2 separate regions of the Gossypium hirsutum genome follow, and region 1 is linked to region 2. The links are chromatin contacts, called in public Hi-C maps. All regions are on one chromosome and are shown on one strand. Each heading gives the region's core, a stretch centred on a gene start, on an enhancer-like site or on the middle of the called end of the contact. The rest is flanking DNA. Distances are from core to core; before and after follow the strand shown.

Region 1 (2,700 bases), core at 182-2,681, 49 kb before region 2:
CAAAAATATATTATCATATTAATCAAAATTATTTTATTTTGAGATAAATATTAAAACTATTTGTAAACTTCGACCTGATTGTAATGTTATACAATAATTTTGATTTATATAATATATATTAATAGGTAAATATATATATTTTACATATTATTTTGTGTGAATCTAATAATGATGATGAGTATGAGATAGTGCAGTTATCAACTTTTAGAAAGCAAAATTCGAAGTAATTAGAAAGCAATTAAAAAGGAGAAATGGCGCTTTCATTGCATTTTGAGTTTAATCATAGATATCTACTAATCATGAATCAATTTCCACGTGTTAGTGCTTCTGTGCTCTCAAAATATGGATTTTCTAAATTACTTTTATAGTATGTTTAAATAAAAAAATTTAACATTTTTAAAATATTAATGTATTAGTATTTATAGTTCTTTTGTTTGGATAATTAATTAATTTTAAAAAATTATGTTATTGAAATTTTACAAATTACAAACTAATTATAAAAGAAAAAAATATTCAATACGAATATTATCATATTTTTAAAAAATTATAAATATTTTAATAAAATAAAAAAATAATATATATTAGAATTGAATAAAATTACTTTTTGAAAATATTTTGACCATGTGCGTTAAATTAAATAAGGTTATGATAAATTTTGAAAATTTTAGGTGAAATTTAAAAAGAAAAATTGAGCTCTTGAAATTACTCATAAATTTAAAATTCTCTAATATATTTAAATTAATTTTTGTAATTATAGATAATTTAAATATAAAATTACTTTTTAAATTTAAGATGTTATTGTATTTTTGTCACATTTAATGATTGTTTTACAAAATTGAGAAATCAGTAATGAAGTAGAGTGCACATAAACAACTCCAATTAGAGAAATTCAGGCGTAGCGGGAGATGTCCCTAAATTCTCAAATTTTTATTTTTTTATATAATACTTAAAATTACTTATAGCCCCTCCCAAAACATAAATAGGAGGATATTATATTTCATATATGGACAATAATACCAATACTCAATCCATCGTTACTCAAAATTCTTAAGTAAAAAGAAAACAAAAAGCAGGTAATTATTGATTTTTAGTCAAACTTAAGGTTCTAAAACAGGACCTACTACTACTATTACTACATTATTTTGCTCTAAAAAAAGACATGAATGATTGAAGAAAATTCAAAGAAGCAACTTTCCATTAAAAGCCCAATTTTGTTCTGCAGCTTTTAGACCCCAGATAATGAATACCCAGAACGAGTCGTCCAGACAAGACAGCCGCAGATCTTGAAAATACAAAAAAGCAAACCATATGGGACACTTTCGGGACACCGCCGGCAGCACAGTGAACGGAGGAGGGTGATGGGTTCAGTAGAATTTGCACGTGCGGTGACCAAGGTTGTGCCGACAGTCATGTTTAATTGGTCAGTTGTTTGATTCTTTCAGCGCCCCACACCGCTCTTCTCAACTCTGCCTTTTGCAGGATATTCGAGTCATTGTAGACAGTGACAGCGTAACTGTCGTTCACAGCCTCAAAAAGCGGTTCCTCCGCCTCTCCTTGTTGCTTCATCCTGTCCCATGTGCTCTTCTGTAAACACACTACAAAGTAATTTGTTTTATACACTGCTTTTGTTTAATGATAATGTTTCCAATTAATTGAGTGTTGTAGTGGCAAACCAAAATTCTTATTTAATATTTGAAATTTTTTATTAAATGTCTCAAAATTTTTAAAATTTAATTACCTCCATAAATCTTAATACGAACTTGGATTGTAGAGTCGGTAACTTGTCTTGGGTTTCAAACCTCGATTACCAACTGTATGTTACTTACAAATAATGGCTGTAATGTGATTTATAAGATTAAAATTTCTTATTAGGTCCCTATACTTTCACAATACTTGAGATTTAATCTTTGTATTTAAAAAGTTAAAAATTGACTTCTTTTAACTTTTTTATTTAAAAATCTCAGTTTAGTAATTAAAATTGTAAGTTTTTTTTATTTATCAAAATTTGTTAATTTAGATTTTTATTAGGCTAAGGCATATGATTGGCATAAAATAAACATGTTAATTTAATAAATTTTTATAGAAATTACCAACAACGATAATGATTGGACTAATATTTTATAACTGAAAACGTAAGAGGGTTGAATTTTTAACTTTTAAAATACATAGACCAAATCTCAAATTCTATACAAGTACAAGGACAACAACACATTTTAACAATTTTATAATTTCAATTTTTTCTCATAATTAAAATCATTAATAACTTCATTAGTTTGCTGATAAAATCTAAATTTATGCACAATGAATATGATAATTTTTTATTCGCTTAACTTTTAAATTGGTACTTAAATTATGTCATTTTTTTACATCTTGGTACTTTCTTTTTTATCATAAATGGTATCTAAACTACTTTCCCCCCAAATTGGTACCTCCATTAGTCAAATAGTTAAGTTTATTTTAAGAAATATTTTAACCCACAAATTAATACTTAAACTATGTTGTTTTCTCATTTTGGTACCTAAATATTTTTTGTCATAAGTGATACCGAAACTAATTTTTTTCCTCAAGTTAGCATCTTTGTTAGTTAAATCATTATTCAAATTGTTAAGTTTATTAAAAAAGATAATCAATTAAAAATAGCCATGTAGTAAAAAAACAAAAAAAAATTTCTTTATATATATCTATTTAAAAATTATTAAA
Region 2 (2,700 bases), core at 125-2,624:
TAACTTATAATTATTAATTTATAAATTTTTCTAACTTTTTCATCGAATTTAGTGATCTCAAATCACTGTTCTGACACTACTAAAAATTGGGCTGTTACATTTTCCATTTTTAAAAATTAGTATCTAATTAATGGATTATTATATTGCTAAGGCAAACTACTAATTTTGTTATTTAATCAAGTGATAAAGCATGTGCGGACGCGAAGTCAAAAAAATATTTTCAGGGCACTGAAACTAAGTTGTATATTTTTATATTAGTAAAAATGTAATTTCACAATTTTGATAGCACATCACTTTACAACTTTTAAAAGATTAAATCAAATTTTTATCATTTTAAGAGTCAAAATGTAATTTTACCATTACTAATTTAAAATTTTATGAATTATAAAGGGGATAAAAGGGAAATTCCATTTTTTTAAGGGGGTTGGTTGGCAGGGGCCTAGTTCTGCTCCTGAGCATATGCTCAAGAATCCAATTCCTTGTGGAGGGCGAAGTTAAAATTTTGGGTAAACTACGTCATTAGTTAGTAAAGTATGGGTAAGTTTTTCGTTTTGGTCATTTAACTAAAAAAGTCACAATTTGGTCACTGAACTATTCAAAAGTTTTTATTTAAGTCATTGGGCTGTTAAAATCAATGTTGTATAGCTTTCTTTGCTTACATTGCTTTCACCAATCAAAAGCTCTCTTTCTCTTTTTATTCTGTAGTTCAATTTTTTCAATGAAACAACTTTGGACGTCACGAATCTACGAACCAAAATTCAAATAGTTTTTTCTCCGATCTTCGACATTGACCACCAAAAGGACTTGGATCTAAGGTATGTTCTACCACTCGTTGACGGGTACTGACCCACCATACCGGTAGTCGAATCGTCGCTTGGAGCTCGCTAACGAAACTTTTTTTTAAAAGAAAAAACTTAACAACTGAGTGACTTAAATAAAAATAATTGAATAGTTTAATGAATTAAACGAAAACTTTCAAATAGTTATATGAGCTGTTACGTTCTCACAATATAAGGAATAAAAATACTAATATAACAGTAATTTTGGGAAGAAAATGGACTGGTATTTGATGGAATTATAACGAATTACAAGGAAAAATTGCAGAAAAGAGATGAGAGAAGAAAGTTACAGATTTATGGGATGAGAAAAGAACATAAAACATATTGCTGCAATCATGACATTTTCAGGTATTTTTTCCTCCTTAAAACAAGGATAGCTACATGAGAGAAGTGTGAACCGTTATTTCCTTCCACGTGCAACCAGCTGAGGTGTCACTTGACAAAATCCTTCAGCCATTTGGGAGCCATTCTGGGCCGAGTGCTCCCTCTAGTAGCTTGTGTAGTGGCTATTCCAGTAGCCTTCTACTGGCTTGGTGGGTCGTTCACAACATTACCCCCCACATCGAGACATACATTGTCCTCAAGGTTGAGATCAGGAAATAACTTCACATGTGAGCCTTATCTTCCCAAGTTGCTTCATCAGTAGATGATCCGTCCTATTATACCAGCCATTGCTCAATCAATGAATTAGCCCGCTGAATAGACCTCTTCTCTAGTATAGCAGTTGGTTGCAATATAAGGGCAGAAGTAGAATCAGTGAGGTGGAGGGGTGTTACCTGTTGATCTGGCTGGCCGAGGCATTTCTTGAGCAAGGAAACATGAAATACAGGATGGATATGCACGGATTCCAGCAGCTCCAATTTGTAAGCAACCTCACCAACACGGCCAATTACCTTATAAGGACCAAAATAACGTCTACTCAGCTTGTGGTGGCGTTGCAAACGAAAAGAATGTTGGCGAAATGGTTGGAGCTTGACATAGACCCAATCTCCCTTGACAAAAGTCACCTCACGACGGCTCCTATCAGCTAGCAACTTCATCCGATTTTGTGCTTACCGTAAATTCTCCTTTAGCACCCAAAGAACTTGATCACGTTCCACGAGCTGAGCTTCCACCAAAGCATTACCAGAAGTATCTCGCACATAACGAGCAACAGTAGGAGGAGGACGACCATATAAAACCTCAAAGGGTGTCATTTTGGTAACCGTTTGATAAGCTGTATTATACCAAAATTCAGCCCATGGCAACATTTTTGTCCAAGTCGAGGGGTGATCCGAAGTATAGCATCGAAGATACATTTCAACGCATTTATTCAATGCCTCAGTTTGGCCGTCAGATTGTGGATGGTACGCAGTGCTCATACTCAGAGTTGTACCCTGCAAACGATGGATTTCTTTCCAAAAGTCACTGAGAAATCGAGGATCGCGGTCCGAAACAATCTCCACTGGTACACCATGGAAACGAATAATCTCCTGAACAAAAATAGCAGCCACTGAAATGCTAGTAAAATTAGTGGGCAATCCGATGAAATGGCCATATTTGGATAATCTATCAATGACAACGAAGATAACAGTTTTGCCTTTGGAAGAAGGTAATGCTGTGATAAAATCCATAGAGATGCTCTCAAAAACTAAATTAGGAATCGGTAATGGCTGCAGCAAACCATTAGGACTCAAGGATGAGGCTTTCATTTGCTGACAAATTTGGCACTCTTTGACATATTGCTTAACATCCCGACGCATAGAAGTCCAAAAGAAATTTGAGGAAAGACGATGAAAGGTACGTGTAATTCCCGAATGGCCACCGATGGGAGATGCGTGAAACTCATGAATAAGCTGTAAACGGATAGGAGAATCAGCTG

What was found. A called contact is a pair of places that touch in the nucleus more often than the background predicts.
Region 1: a Hi-C map of leaf shows a contact between it and region 2, with 2.0 times the contacts expected there. The contact joins two enhancer-like sites. A contact is called at or near these places in 9 of 34 Hi-C or Micro-C datasets (callus, cotyledon, hypocotyl and 1 more).

The regions. Positions count from the first base shown.
Region 1 is chrD06:11,740,177-11,742,876 of Gossypium_hirsutum_v2.1, reverse strand. No RefSeq gene overlaps it. Among protein-coding and RNA genes, the nearest start is that of LOC107901275, 58 kb to the right of the region's middle. Within about 2 kb of position 1,431, at least 7 of the 9 cell types and tissues checked have an H3K27ac peak or open chromatin away from gene starts, as enhancers often do. A contact at or near this core is called in leaf, where this site is marked.
Region 2 is chrD06:11,691,020-11,693,719 of Gossypium_hirsutum_v2.1, reverse strand. No RefSeq gene overlaps it. Among protein-coding and RNA genes, the nearest start is that of LOC107901275, 8.5 kb to the right of the region's middle. Within about 2 kb of position 1,374, at least 4 of the 9 cell types and tissues checked have an H3K27ac peak or open chromatin away from gene starts, as enhancers often do. A contact at or near this core is called in leaf, where this site is marked.